3 separate regions of the Mus musculus genome follow, and regions 2 and 3 are each linked to region 1. The links are chromatin contacts, called in public HiCAR-type and promoter capture Hi-C maps. All regions are on one chromosome and are shown on one strand. Each heading gives the region's core, a stretch centred on a gene start, on an enhancer-like site or on the middle of the called end of the contact. The rest is flanking DNA. Distances are from core to core; before and after follow the strand shown. Region 1 holds the start of Rab1a (RAB1A, member RAS oncogene family). Region 2 holds the start of Pno1 (partner of NOB1 homolog). Region 3 holds the start of Commd1 (COMM domain containing 1).

What was found. Promoter capture Hi-C pulls out the DNA fragments that hold promoters and counts their contacts. HiCAR-type assays count read pairs that join an accessible place to other places.
Region 2: a contact with region 1 is called in a HiCAR-type map of astrocytes, with 9 times the contacts expected there. The contact joins the promoter of Pno1 here to the promoter of Rab1a in region 1. A contact is called at or near these places in 7 of 39 promoter capture datasets (the 3T3-L1 cell line, the C10 cell line, cranial neural crest and 4 more), 1 of 484 Hi-C or Micro-C datasets (uterus), 2 of 115 datasets of contacts at active chromatin or transcription factors (astrocytes and large pre-B cells) and 1 of 9 other capture datasets (adipose tissue).
Region 3: a promoter capture Hi-C map of pre-B cells shows a contact between it and region 1, with 4 times the contacts expected there. The contact joins the promoter of Commd1 here to the promoter of Rab1a in region 1. A contact is called at or near these places in 3 of 39 promoter capture datasets (hippocampal neurons, liver and pre-B cells), 1 of 115 datasets of contacts at active chromatin or transcription factors (astrocytes) and 1 of 9 other capture datasets (adipose tissue).

What each region holds. Positions count from the first base shown.
Region 1 is chr11:20,199,052-20,204,216 of GRCm38.p6, reverse strand. Rab1a (RAB1A, member RAS oncogene family) reads right to left here and starts at 2,805. Exons shown (of 6, transcript NM_008996.4): 1 at 2,565-2,805. The coding sequence starts at 2,587.
Region 2 is chr11:17,208,976-17,214,140 of GRCm38.p6, reverse strand. It overlaps Pno1 (partner of NOB1 homolog), which reads left to right and starts at 2,552. Exons shown (of 7, transcript NM_025443.2): 1 at 2,552-2,828; 2 at 3,004-3,153; 3 at 4,747-4,830; 4 at 5,004-5,064. The coding sequence starts at 2,634. Wdr92 (WD repeat domain 92) reads right to left here and starts at 2,248. Exons shown (of 8, transcript NM_178909.4): 1 at 1,995-2,248. The coding sequence starts at 2,177.
Region 3 is chr11:22,979,431-22,984,595 of GRCm38.p6, reverse strand. Commd1 (COMM domain containing 1) reads left to right here and starts at 2,312. Exons shown (of 3, transcript NM_144514.2): 1 at 2,312-2,517. The coding sequence starts at 2,341.

The DNA of each region.
Region 1 (5,165 bases), core at 1,556-4,055:
AAAGGTGGCAGATGCCTTCGTCTGCTGAACTACCTTACTGGTACCCTGGGGTAAGTTTCTTACTTGTCTCTTCTATAACAATCTTCCAAAACCCAACAGCCAACCAGAACAAGTGACTCCCCTAAAACCACACTGATCTGATCCATGTTGCACATCTGCATGCAGTATCTCCTAATATTTGACATGGATAGAATCTAGTCTGTATGTTACATCACAGGCCCCTTGAGGCTAAGGCTCACACTCCGAAGTCCAAGCTTACATTAAAATGATTTACTCTACTTACAGCATGATCTGGATGGAGAGCTGTCCAAAACATCTTTTATGTACTCATGAACCACACTACTTACTACTTTAGTAGGCAGTAAAAAATGACTTTTTATACTACTTTATAAAAAGAGAAACAACGTCTGAGTAACATCAAATTTTTGTTGCTTAGTTAAATCTCTTACAGTATTAAAAAATAAACACATAACATGGGCTGGAGAGATCAAGTAGTAGTTAAGAATATGTATTGTTCTTGCAGAAAACTCTAGTTCCATTCCTAGCATCCACATCAGCTGGTCACAAGTACTCTTAACTCCAGCTCCAGGAGGTGTCTCTAACCTCAGCAGTCCTCAATCTGTAAGTGGCAACCCCTTTGGGTGTCAAAGGACCCTTTCACAGGGGTCACATACCAGATATCCTATATCAGCTGTTTACATTACAATTCATACAGTATCGAAATTACAGTTATGAAGTAGCAATGAAAATGTTATGGATAGGGGTCGCCACAACATGAAGAATTGCATTGAAAGGTCGTAGCATTAGGAAATTTGAGAAGCATAATAAAAATACTTAAATACACACCTAACAAATATAGGAATCTCCTCAAATAGAACAGGAATTTCAAATAGAAATTAGAAACCTTCCTAATATAACAAATTCATCTTCTTTTTGGTTTCCACAAAAATCTAATTAGGACCCCCAATTCAACTTTGCTTAACTAAACTAATTTTGCCCTGGGAGAGGGGCTGCAAACACAGCACCTGTGTCTCCATGTGAACTGTTCCCAACTTTTTCAAGTACAGAAGCCTGGCCAAGCACATAGCTCTGTGGATACAGTGCCTATCTGAGTTCAATCCCTGAAGCCACAAAGGAAGAATAAGCTCCCAAAAGTTGTCCCCTGACCTCTGAAGCAAGCAAGGTGACACCTGTGCACCTGCAATCACAGGCATCACACACACAATAAAAAAAAGTATGTAAAATTCTACCAAGATACTAAGACCTCTGCTTAACACAAACGGAAAAACCATTTCAGTATTAAACCAGTCTTAGAAAACCTGAACTTAGAATGTCTTTTGCAAGAGTCATGTGACACGCACATGACAAGTCAGCCGAGCTGATGGTTGGACCTTTCATGGGGGCACACTTAGCGGTAACTGACCAAAGCAACAAATAAAGCCCAGCTTTTACGGCAATAGTGATTTCTCTTATTAAAAACCAACAAAAATCCCTCTCCCTTAAAGATTTCTGACACTAAAGTATAATAAAAATGGCATCTCTTAAAGTTATTTTCATATATGGAAACCATAGGAGAATTTTGGGTTCAAAGAGAGAGCCTAACAATGTCTATCCAAGAAAGGAGAAGCGCAGTTCCCATGAAAGGTGCCAGGTGTGTCACATCTGCTACAGTGACTTCTTGAGTAAGCAAGAAAAAGGAATGCATTAACTTTTCATGACACGTCATGGAACCTCATTTCCTATCTACAGGCATTCAAGCAGGTAATCTAAAACCTACATACAACTCTATCATCAAAGGCCCCATTAGTTTCTTTTCAAAACTGTCTGCAAACTTGTACTTTAACTTGGTGGTACCAGGAAGACATTTCTAGTTTATTTTTAGTTCAGTTTTGTTCTTCTTTTTCTTCTTCTTAACCTACTGGAGACAAAAGGTGACTGGGAGACTCATGTCTCCCCTAAACCAAAAATTTCACAAATGTCCAGGATTTTGTAAGGGTCACGTCTCACAAGTCTCACAGAACTCTCCCAGGAGACAAGCCCAAAAGAAAACTAAACATTATAAATAGCTCCTCACCATCTCCTCATCCCCCTCAAGCCCACGCAGTCCCAAGAAGCATCCATATTACCTAAAACCCAACAGGGAGAGAGCTCTAACAAGCTCGGGATTTACAAGTAAAGCCGACGCTGACAGCTCCGCAGAGCCGGCGCAGGGTCTGACAGTGCCCTCTAGCAGAGCTCTCCCACCTACCTCCCCTTAAAACCAAGTCCTCCTCCAGCCGTCACTGCCTCCAGAGACGCGCCCCTCCTGGCTACTGTCCGAGGCCCTCTCCCCAACGCCCAGCCGCGGCACCTAGCTCCCCGCCGGCTGCGGTCGGGACCCGGCCCGCAGGCCCGACCCCTCCCCGCTGCGCTGCGGCCCTCGGCCTTCAGACAATGGGGCCCTCAGGCTGCTCCGTCTCCTTCGCCCGGCCGACCTTCCCGGCGCTGCGCAGCGAACCTCCCGGCGGCCCTCACCCCCGGCCGGCCGCTCTCACCCCGGCCCGCCCCGGCTCTCCTGCACTCACTATTCGGGATTCATGCTGGACATGTCACTGCAGCTGCCGCCGCCGCCGCCGCCACCACCGCCCTTGCTGACGCAGCCGCCGCCCCAACTCTCCGCGCCACAGGTAATGGAAAGGGAGGAATGAGCTAAGCTGTTCCGGTAGAGCAAACGTCGACCCCACTCCGACCCTTAGAACACAATCAGCAGCCGCCGCCACTCAGTGATCGCTTCCACCCAAAATGGCCGCCGGCGAACCAGGAACTGGGGAAGCCTAGGCCAAGGGGCCTGGCGCGGCCCAGAGGGCGGCAGCGTCGCGGGGCACGCTGGGAAAGAGAGTCATGAGCACACCGCGCGCTGGGCAGCCCGACCGGGCCGAGGGCTGTCTGCACTCAGCTTCCCACTAGGCCCCGCGCCCTGAACGCATGCGCACTTTCGAGCTTGTAGCCCGCCCCGTCCCGATTCCCTCACCCCCACACCCCGCCCTTCCTGCTCCCCTCCCCGCTGGCCTGCTGGCTAGGACTTCGCTCGGACTCCCCCTAGCGGATTGGCTAAGGCCGACCGGGCTGTGTTGATGTCATCAGTGAGACGTGGCAGCAGGGCGAGTCGGTGCCCCATCGGGAGGGGAGGAGGAAGGAACTCGGCGGAGGGCGGTGCCGCAGCAGAGGGGGAGGGGGCTCCCAGGAAGCCTGGGACAGTGAGGAGGGGTGGAGACAGCTTGACGAGCTCTGCTCAGGCAAGACCACAGGGGCCATCACCATCAGGGTCTGAGGCTGCTCTAAGGACAGCAGGAAACTCAAGCGGCCTCTGTAGACCTTGCGCTTTCTCACTCACCCGACTCCTTCTCTAATTTTTTTTTTTTTTTTTTTACCGTTTTACTCTAGCAACTTGATGTTGCAATAGCTGCAAATGGACCCTGTTCTAGTCTCTCTTCTGCTCACACAGCCAGATTTCCCTGTCTGAAACTGCTCCTCCATCTCGACCTCCAACCTTTAACATTGTGCTGTTGAGACACAGGCTAAAGTCAGCCTTAACCAGTCTTCTCCTCCTACTTGAGGCCTAGACTTAAAAGTTGAATTGTTTTCCGGGATAGGGTTGGGTTGGGTTGGGTTGTTAAGTTTTGTTTTTGTTTTTTTTGAGGGGGGGGGGTTGCAGTTGCTTTTGCTGCTCTTTGTTTTTTATTAGTACTAATTCTGTGTCCGTCTGCACAACTGGGCAGTAATAAGTATTTTTTTTTAAGCCATGAAACTCTTCAGTACGGACTCCAGAACTAATATTAATACATTTTTTTAGACCTAATGGTGTCAACTTTAATCAGCTCAGGAATTTAAATCTCCGCTAAACTTTAACGCATTATCTTGCGTTATTTATTACAAAGGGCATAGTATAATACACTGACCAAAGTTTATCTTCCAACTTGTTCTAAGCAAGAATATTATCTCCTGGGGCCAACTGTAGATTTACTTTTAATTTCTGAATTTCTGTGACATCAAAATATGCAAAAGAGGCTGTTCTCATGACTAACCATATACTCAGAACATATTTACACATCCCTCTGGCGTTCCTCCGTGTGTCCTGACAGCCTCATCAGACCACACATACATAGTTTTGGGAGTTTTCTTGTTATTGTCTGGGTTTTGGTTTTTGGTTTTCTGAGGCAGAGTTTCTCTGTGTAGCCCTAGCTGTCCTGGAACTCCCTCTGTAGACCAGGCTGGCCTCGAACTCAGTGTTTCCCTGGCCTCTGCCTCCTGGGTTCTTTTCCATACTAACTTCTGAAATGACCCTAGATGGAGGTTTACAGCCCTGGACCCTAAAGCCCACCATACTTCCTCTTATCATTTCACAGAATAAAAACTCTGAAGTGTCCTAAACTCAATTTTTCAAGCAAAAATTTTGTTGTTATTGTTGTTTTGTTTTGTCTTAGGATTTATCATGTAAGCCAGACATAGCATGCCTTTGACCCCAGCCCTCAGGAGGCAGAGATGGGTGCTTCTCTGTGAGTTTGAAACCAGCCTGGTCTACATAGCAAGTTCCAGAACAGAGCTACATAGTGAACCTCTGTCCCAACACCCACCCCAAATCTGTCATTTAATTTTATGTATGAGTGTCTCTTGCCTGTGTGTGTATGTGTGTGTGTGGTGTGCCATGCATGTGCCTCTTGGCCTCAAAGCCCAGAATAGGGCATTTGATACTCTGAAACGTGAGTTATAGTTGGTTATGCTGGGTTCTGGGAACTGAAAACAGGTCCTCAGCAAGAACAAAAAGTGTCCTTACCAGAGAAGCCATCTCTCCAGCCCTAGCTGGGGTTTTATTACTGATATTTTAATATAGACTTAAACATAAAGATTAAGGAAGAAAGCAGACACTCAGAAAGAAAAACACTATGGAGTGCACTACCCCCATACATACAGATACTACCACCAAAACTCCATTTTTTAAATCTCTGTCTCTTTGGAGATAAATTTGCTCCACTTTCATTGACTATTTCATTTCCCAACAAATTATCTTCTAGTAACCTTTAACCTAGCTGACAAACAGAACAATGTGAAGTATATGTAACAGTTCTTCCTTGACACCCCAAAGCCTGACTGTACCTGTGTATGTGGAGGACAGAAAAATTCATATC
Region 2 (5,165 bases), core at 1,303-3,802, 3.0 Mb after region 1:
TATTACAATTTCTTTTGTAGCCCTAGTTACATTTCCTACATGCTCTTTTAGAAACACATATTACTTTCACTAAGAATAAATAAATGAATAAATAAAACTTTGCTAGGATTCTTCAGAAATTAGAAGAGATGAAAACCATTTCACTTCAAATAACTATTACTAAACAGAATTAAAAAATTGTAATTCTTGGGAAAGCAAAAGACCACAAGCCTATTCAAGCTTTCTGGCTGAGGGCTGACTGGCATTTGCTCCTCACGTTTCACTTTAAAGTTTCTGTTAGGCCAATGTCTCCCGTGTTCAGAGTCCTTACCCCACACACTGACTGGCAATCCCTCCACCAGTATTTAAAACTGAGTTCCAAGTTCATTCAGACTCCATTCTTTTAATAAATGTGTACTGAGTGGCTGGTCCTTACAAAGAACAGGAGAAGACCCTGCCCTTGCTCTCCAGCTTACTATCTAGAAATGAGACAGACTGTTTACTTCTGGCACAGATGGTCAGTATTATAGGAGTGGAATGTACTGAAAGGTTCCTTGAGCAGAGATCAGAAGGGGCTTCCTAAATCAGATAATCTGAACTGGCCACTGGACCAGCAACAGATGAAGGACATAAGGCAAGGCAGGAAGGATCAATCTATGTTTAGAATCTCCAAGTCCAATACCTGGCTATAGAGTAGGAACTAAACCGGAAAACAGGCTCTCAGCAAAGTTCAGGGAAGGACTGTGCTCCACATACCTTGCCCTGCAAGCTTATCTATCCTCTACCTTCCCTAACCTCTTATCAGCTCTCAACACCTCCGTGTGGCTGCAATTTGTTCCATTCAACTCAAATAGAAACATTTTAAATACTGTAACGAACTATAAAACTGTTACTTTGCCACAACTCAGCACTGTGGCAGGAGACCTGAACCCCAGCCCATTGAGAGCCTTGTTTGAGGATTATCAGTTTGAGGCCAGCTGAGTAACATAGAAAACACACACACACACACACACAAAAGGAAGAAAGGAAGGGAGGGAAGGAGGGATAAAGAAAATGTCAATTATTGTCCCCATTCTGTAATTGGCTCACTGGCAGCTGGATACGAAACCTGTAATCTAGTCTTGCATTATCCGCCTAAAAGTCCTTCAGTGGTGTCCTGTTTTCCTTAAAGCAAAATGAAGGACAAATCTGTGGAATGTCTTACATATCTTGCAATGGTCATTACTTATCCCTTATGAATGTGTATTTTATTTTATTTTACGGGGGTTGTGGTTGTTGCAGATAGGGTTTCAAACTGAAATTCTCCTGCTGTTTTCTCTTGATTGCCGTGAGTAAAGGTGTGCAACACCACTTCTAGCTCGTGTTTTTCTTTTTTAAAAAGATAATAAACTACCTTCCACCATTATCACTGAGCTTTCTCACATGCTGTTTTTTGTAAGAAACTTCATACTCTACTCTAAATTTGCTTTAGTTAGTTTCTACTCGTCCTGCATCTGTTTTTACTTTTATAGACCTGCACATTAGAAAACTCATCTTGATGAGTTTACATGTATGTATGCATTCTTGGTCTGGCTGTTGGACTGTCTCCCCCAACAGAAAATAAACTCCATGATATAGCTGGCATTGCAATTCCCATGCCTGGGACTATCAGGCATTGAACTGACACTTCTTGAAAGGATGTGGTATTTACTAGTTCGTCATCAACTTTGTTGTAGGTATCCCGGTGCCTCCTTTGGTTTTGCTTGTATGAAATGTGGGTTTATTGCATATATCTACTAGTAGACTACGACAACTGCTAACAGCCTATAAGGTCCAAGAACGTTGCCACGAAATGTTAACTTCACTTCCCAGAAACCTTGCAACGGACTGCACGGAGGATGGTGGGAGGAAGAGGCTGCAGTGAGAGCCTAGTTTGAAGTATTTCTCAATCTGTCACCTCCTTTCTGTTTCTGCTGGAGCATTGAGGAATCAGACCCTAGATCACGCAAACCCAAACGGTCCAAGCCTGCACCCACCTCCCGCAGCAGCTTGAGGTCCCCGCGCTGGATCTCGTACACCTGGATAACGCCGGTGCCCCGGGCAAAGTTGCCCATCGTCACGAATTTGGCACTGCAGGGCACCCATTTGCTGTCGAACACTGTGTAGTTGAGGCCCTTTTGAATGTGGACAATGATCTGAGGCTTCTCGAAGGTGGACATGGTGTAGATGCAACCAAACGCTAACTTGGTAACCAGACTGCAAACAGATCAGGGGCAGTTTGTCCCTCCCTAGCCGCATTCTACCCGGAAGCCTTAGCAAGTTGGGCTTGGATGCCTCCGAAAATGCCGTGTGAGCTACTGAGACCGCAACAGATGCTTCTCCACACATGGCACAAGCTAATTTACTGCCGTTACCACAACGACTTTACATAGACACAGTAAAGACTGTGAATGCTTCGGCTGCGAGCGTATGAGGGCACGGAGACATTAGCAAACAGGCATATCCCAGGACAGCAATTCCGAAACGCGGACCAATCCAGCCTTAGGCCCCTGGCATGGACCCCGCCTAGGAAAAGGGGTGGTGTCTTCAAATCGATTGGTGGAGGCTGGCGCATGCGCTGTACAACCACGCACGTGTTCCTCTAGTCGTACTTGCCGGGATTGATCTTGGCCGAGATGGAGACGCAAAGCACCGGAACGGAGGACGGCTTTACTCCCGTCACGCACAGAGGGGGCCGCCGGGCGAAGAAACGACAGGCTGAGCAGTCGTCAGCGGCGGGACAGGATGGAGAAGCCGGACGCATGGACACGGAGGAGGCGCGGCCGGCGAAGAGGCCGGTCTTCCCGCCGCTCTCCGGGGATCAGCTCCTGGTGGGGATCAGGACGGGACGGGACGGGGCGGGGCGGGGCCCGGGCGTCCAGGTGAAAGGGTCGGTTCTCGGTTTTGTTTTGTTTTGTTGTTTTGGGGGGTTTGTTTGTTTGTTTGTTTTTTCGCCTAGGCCCGCATCTCTCAGTCGCCTCCTGAGTGTGTATGTTTTTATTGCAGACTGGGAAAGAAGAAACGAGGAAAATTCCCGTCCCAGGTAACAGATACACACCGTTGAAAGAAAACTGGATGAAGATATTTACTCCGATTGTAGAACATTTGGGACTTCAGATACGCTTTAACCTGAAATCAAGGAATGTAGAAATCAGGGTAAGGAAGAGGGTAGCCATTTCGTAGCCTACCATTTCGTAGTTTCAGCCTTAATAAAAGTAGACAATGATACACGGTAGTGCCTAAACAAGTGGTAATTGTAGGTACTTTCTTCAGTGTAAGTGCTCTTTTTGGAGGAAACGTGTGCCACTTAGAAAAAAATGTAAATTAATTCCTTTATTTTTTTTTCAGTAGATCTTCGGTGTCAGTGCCAAATTAATTTTCCCATATCACAATGCTTTTATTATGGTATTCTAGCCTCCTCGGCATTCCTAAGGGATAAAGGCCAGACACTTGACTAAGCCTGCCTTTCAAGTAGGAGACCCAGTTGTGTTTGTTTCCCTTTTTTTTGTTTTTTTTTGTTTTTGGTTTTTTTTTCCCCTGCCAGTATCTTTGGTGGCTCTGGTCTCTGGAGAAGGCCACTTTCTCTGCTGTCTTCTTACTTCAGTTCCAGTCAGCTTTCAAGAGAACTCAAGCTCTCTTCAGAAGTTTATACATTTCTGTTCTACTTTAGCTGCCTTGTTTACTGCAGGGTCATTGGTTTGTGTTCTTAGTATTTGCTGATACCATATATCAGATGCACAGTGATAGCTTAACGTATACCACATCATTTGTTCCTTAAGGTATGACATAGATGATATACACCCATAGACATGAGAGTGCTGGAGGATTAGGCAGGGGTGAGAAAACTTAAATCCTAGATGTTCATGGGACTTGCCGAGAGTCATACATAGGGTGAGAGCCAGAGTCTGGGGCTTTGTGGCTTTGTTCTTGTTTTATTTTTGTTTTCTTTCTTTCTTTTTCTTTCTTTCTTTCTTTCTTTCTTTTTTCTTTCTTTCTTCCTTTCTTTTTTTTTTCTTTGAGACTAGGCTTCACTCTGTAGCTCTAGCTAGCCTGGAACTTGGAGAGATCTGAAGGGTATGGGACCTAAAGGCATGTGCTGCCATGCCCTGCTGGGGTCTGGTTTTGGGTGTGAAAATCTGAACACACTTCTGTATGCTTCTAAATTTGTCAAATGTGTAATCTCTTCAAATGGACTGTGTGGGAGACCCAAAGGGATATTTTAGAAATTAGATTTGTGTTTGATTTTTTTTAGTGCCTTAATTTCCTCATTTGTTTACACTATATAATACTCAAGTTGTCAGAGTGAAGCTTAGAGCTAGATGTGTACAGCATATTATTATTACGGTGATGGGCATTCTATGAATAACAGTAGTTTCTGCAGTTCAAGTGATTACTTGTAGATAAGATTCCTACTTAAACTATTCTGATTTCCTCAGTACCAGGCATGTAAGTATTCCGAACTAGACTTGTTGATTTGGGAAACAACAGCATCGAAATGATCCTTTATGGCACAACATGTCCGGCCTGTTGAGGAGAGGCTGCCTTGAGAGTGTGCATAGAACTGCCCAGCTTTGGAGTGGGAGTAGTCTCTGGTACAAATTAAAGAGAGTGCTTTATCCCATATAAACGGGGTCTTACAATACTGGGTGAGGTTGGTTGATGGTAAAGGAAATTATAATAGAAATAATATTTCTAGTATTTGTTAGAATGCTCTCCTTTTCATCACCTCCATATCTCCACTTTTTCCAGACTTGTAAAGACACCAAGGATGTCAGTGCCCTGACAAAAGCGGCCGACTTTGTGAAAGCCTTTGTTCTTGGCTTTCAGGTGGAGGTGAGTGATCTCATGAGACTTCCAGATACTCAGTGTGGACATTTCAATGGTTGGGTCATTTTCCAGACTTTTCGTCTTTTCTTTGTAGCATCTGAGAAGTTCAGTTTTGAAATGCTATCCTTGTTTCTGCCGGGTGTGGACCTGAAAAGGCCTTCATTCCTTTTGTCTTGTAGGATGCACTTGCCCTTATCCGACTAGATGACCTCTTCCTAGAGTCTTTTGAAATAACTGATGGTGAGAACATGTGTGAACAGTCAGCCTTTGTGTTTCTCATTGCATTGTGTTGTGATTGTTGTCTGACAGCTTCAATTGAGCTGTATTACTAATACTTCAGA
Region 3 (5,165 bases), core at 1,063-3,562, 2.8 Mb before region 1:
TGGGATTTGAACTCAGGACCTTTGGAAGGGCAGTCAGTGCTCTTACCTGCTGAGCCATCTTGTTAGCCCCGATCAATAAGGTTTATATCGACATTTTAGACCTAATTAAAACAATTTTTAAAAATAGCCACTGTTTGTGTACTCAAGTCCTCAACACAGTATGAGTTATATATGAAATGAATCTCTGGTCTTTCATATGGATATTTAAAAATTAAAGCAAATTCACTGGAGCTGGAGATGTTGCTTAGTGGTAGAACACCTGCCTAGAACACACATAGCCTTGTGTCTAATCCTCTCAAAACACAACTAAAGTAAAAACTTAAGGGTTCTTTGGAAAGTCAGCTGGGTGGTGCTTTGCTGGAACAAACATGTGAAGGAATGTTTAGCTGAAGCAGACACAGGAGAGGGGATGTTTTACATAAACAAACACATGAAAAGACACACGATAAAAGATTATTTACTAACAATACACATACATTGGTCTGCCTTATATTATATAGTTGAGCTACATTTGTCGGAATGCCATAGAGAGAAAGGTACCAAAAAACTTTTAGTGGTGTACTATAGTTTGTGAGCTGATTGGGTGTGTGTGCTGAGGCAAGAGCTGTGCTCTAGGTGAGACACATGGAGGACACGTGATGTTTGGAGGGCATAAACAGGACTCCAGAGACAGAGCCTGACTTGCTGATGCAGCTAGCTATACAGAACAACCTCTCCCCAAACCTCAAATCCACATCTTTTATGGAGCCACAGTTCCAAACACATCTCCTTAAAAAAAGATGGAGGCATTTGGCTGCCTTGCATGCCTCCTCACCAGTGACATAGCTGTGCTTAAACACACTGCAGTTCATAGTCTATTATACCATTTTCCTTTATTTTAATTTTTTTTTTTTTTTTTTTTGGTTTTTCAAGACAAGGTTTCTCTGTGTAATCCAGGCTGGCCTCACACTCAGAGAATGCCTCTGCCTCCCAAGTTCAGGGATTAAAACCCAGTATGCTATTTTTATTTATTTATTTTGGTCTTTTTGAGACAGGGTTTCTCTGTATAGCCCTGGCTGTCCTGGAACTCACCTTGTAGACCAGGCTGGCCTCGAACTCAGAAAACTGCCTGCCTCTGCCTCCTGAGTGCAGGGATTAAAGGTGTGTGCCACTATGCCCGGGTTTTTATTTTAAATTACAATTAGCTTATACTAATTTTTCCAATTGGGAGCTAATTTACATATTGCAAAACTGTCTTTTAGTGTATACAATTCACTGTGCTTTGGTAAAGGACAAAGCCGTGTAGTTATCACCAGTGGCTGCTCATAGGCATTTTCATCATCTGAAAACAGACTTTGTACCCATTATGTCATTTCCTATTCTTCCCTCCTTCAGTCCTTGACAACTGGATTTTTGTATGGATTTGCTTAATTTAGCAGTAAATAAGATTGTCCAGTTGTCTTTCATGTCTGGCTTCATTCGTTTCACGCATTTTTTTTCTTTTTTTCTTTTTAATTATGTAGGCCTGTCTGTGCACATGAGTACATTGCTGGTGGAAGCTTTCAATTTCTGAGGTTGGAGTTACAGGAGGTTGTAAGTCGCCTAAAGCGAGTGCTGGAAACTGAACTTTGGTCCGCTACAGGAATAGTATACATTCTTAACCATTGAATCTGTCCAGCCCTCATTTAGCACATTTTAAAGGTTCACCTATATTATAGTATCATGCTACACGCTTATTATAGCTGAATATAAGTAAGGGTTTTTTTTTGGGTAATTATGTAGATAAGTATTTACTAATGCGATTCCACTTTAAGAATGAAAATAAGGCTTTGAAAAATAGTGGTTATAGAAATGGAGACCAGACTACTGATAATGGCTAGAAAGACAACGTACGGGTATACACAAAGGAATTAATGCAAGCAAAGAGATCATGTCCTCATGAAGTAGCTACATTTGGGGGGCGTGGGGAAAAGATTATAGAGCTTAGAACTGAGTAGTAGGCACTGCTCATTTAATTGCAAGCTGTAGAATGAGATACAGCCATCGAAGAATTAAGGTGGCATTCTTACGGAGTTACAGTTAGGTATCTCCAGCCAGCGATCGTTCCTTTGAGTGCGCATTTGCACATCGGAGTGAAGAAGGAAACAACAAAAACACAGTGACTCTAAAGGAAACTGAGTGGATTTGGCTGTGGTGGAAGTAGTGGATGTGTGTGGCAGAGCAAACGAGAGAACTGTTTATATCGACTAGTGGAGGAACCCGGCATCGCGTTCCGTGGCTGCCTTTGCCAGCTTTTATGGCCCTTCTCGGCCCCCGTAGCGGACCGGAGCTCAGCCGCTGGGCGGCAGGCCCTCCTTAGCCATGGCGGGCGATCTGGAGGGTGGCAAGTCCCTGAGCGGGCTGCTGAGCGGCCTAGCGCAGAACGCCTTTCACGGACACTCGGGTGTCACGGAGGAGCTGCTGCACAGCCAACTCTATCCGGAAGTGCCACCGGAGGAGTTCCGCCCCTTCCTGGCGAAGATGAGAGGACTTCTCAAGGTACGGTGGTTCCGCCGAGCAGCCCTGCCCTCCTCGCAGCCTCAGGCCCGCCCCCAGCCTCGGGTGCTGCTGTCTTTGGGCGCTCAGCGACCCTCCTGAGCCGTGGAGGTCGCTCTGTTGCGCCCTTGTTTTAGGGACACATAACGGTGAAAACATTGATTTTTTTTTCTCTCCCTCAAGACTTTCTGTGTCTGTAGTATAGATAAGTTTCGAGTTTTTTTCGCCTCGGACTTTGATGTTGCACCGGGCGTTGTAGTGCACTCCTTTAATCTGTGCACTTGGAGAGGCAGAGGCTGGCAGAGAGTTGTGTGAGTTCGAGGCCAGCCTGTTGCACAGAGTTCCAGGGCAGTCAGGGCAATGTGGTGAGACCCTTGTTTAAAGAGAGCGAGAGCGTGCTTGCCAGCTTTCCTGGGTTGTGGAAGTTGGGGAGCGTTAGCATGAGGTGGTTGGTGAGATAAAGGATTGATTAACTGGAGTAAACACCATTAAAGCAGTCGACTCTATGATTTCCAAATGGAACGAAGTATACATCAGACTGTCTCATGAAAACTATTAGAGGGCAACATAACAGGTGAAATTAACTAAAAAGATTTATTTTTATTTTATGTGTATGGGTGCGGTGCCTGCATGTGCACTGGTGGTTGGAACGGTTATAGGCCACCACATGGGTGCTGGAAACCCGGGTCTTCCTCAAGAGCATTATTAGGGCTCTTCTAAGCAGTCTCTCCAGTCCCCCATTCCACCTGGGGTTTGAGATAGGATCTCTTGTAGCCCAGACTAGCCTTGAACTCACGTGTAGTTGATCCACCTTCCACTTCCCAAGTGTTAGAATTTCAAGCAGCTACCACCATCTCCTGCTGTGACCTCTGTGTGTGTGGGTGGCATGGGGTGGGGTACCTTGCACTATCTCACTCTGTGTGGGGGGTGGCGTGTGGGGGGATACCTTGCACTATCACTCTCTACCTATCTTTCCAGACAGAGTCTCTCTCTCACTGTACCTGGAATCCAGTCTCACTGACTGGCTAGAGCAGCCAAGAACTCAAGAGATCTGCTTGTATTTGCTCTCCCAGAGCTTGGGTTACAGAAATAGGGGACCATGCCCAGCCTTTTCATGGGTGCTGGAGAATCAGAACCAGGCCCTAATTGAGCTATCTGCCCAGCTGGCAGCTGGTTCCTGTGACTTTTTTTTTTTTTTCCCCTTGGGTAAGCTGTTATAACTAAAGTGTATTCAAGGTATCTATCATTTATGTAATTACTATTCAATGTATTGTTTTCACAAAGTCTTTATTTTCTGTGTATTGAAGTTTTGCCTGCATGTGTATCTCTGAATGTGTTGGAACTTCTGATGCTGGCGTTACAGACAGTGGTGATCTGTCATGGGGATGCTGGGAATTGAATCTGAATTCTCTGAAAGAATGGCCAGTACACTTAACTGCTGAGCCATCTCTCCAGCTCCTTCACAAAGTCTTTAAAATATGATGTGCATTTTACATTTAAAACATTTTAGTTGCAACTAGCCACATTCGAAATGGTTAAAGTGGCCATATGTGGCTAATGACCACTGTATTAATTCTGATTACAAGCCATGTGGCAGCTTACTCTAGTCTGTCACTCCAGTTCTAGATCTAGCACCTTCTGGTCTTCATGGCCTCAGCTACTCATACAGTGCACTTATATATATGCAGGCAGGCCACTCATACACATAAAATAAAAATCAATACACCTTTAAAAGGTGAAGTGGATGGTGAGGGAGGCAACTCCCTAGGAAAACGCTTGCCGTGAGAGTAGGAAGCCCTGAGTTGGATCCCGGTTCTCAGATAAATGACAGGCATGTTTGGAACCCGGCATTTGTGAGGTGGAAAAAGGCAGATGTTTAGACTTCACTGGCCAGTCGGCCAGCCTAGCCAATTAGTGAGCTCTGGGTTCCGTGAGACCTTGTGCTAGAATTTAAAAATAGGGTTGCGGGCCAGCGAGAGCTTAGCAGGTGAAGCCACTTGCTGTTAAGCTTGACAATCGAAGTCCCTGGAACCCACATGGGAGAAAGAGAGAATTAACTGTGGCAACTTATCCCCTGGCCTACACAATCACTTTTTTTTTTTTTTTTTAAAGAAAAAGCTGGAGAGTGGTAAAGCAGGATGCCTGAATTCAACTTCTTGCCCCCACAGCACATGTACCCATTTACATGTAAGTGGGAGTACCACTGAGGACGCTTGCTGTTGATCTCTTACATCCAAGCGCACACAGATGAGGCGGCAAATTTAATGTGTCTACTTTTTTGTTGGTTTTCAAGACAGTGTTTCACTGTGTAGTTTCAACTGTCTAAACAGCCTAAAACCACACTATTTAAAGTTCCTGTTAAATTTTAACTTGCTACTAAAAATCCTTATTCTTTTATTTATTACATTTATTTTATCATGTTCTCAAGACAGGTCTGTATGTAGCCCTGGCTATCCTGGAGCTTACACTATAGATCAGGCTGGCCTTGAAGATCCACCTGCCTGTGGCTCCCAATGCTGAGATCAAAGGCAACACCACTACCTAATTTTTCTTACAATATTTGAATACGAGAAAAAAAATGCAATTACTTCACAGAAATTGACTGGAATTGCCTCATGCAATGGGAGGAGTCACTTGTGGTAAAGTAGTGT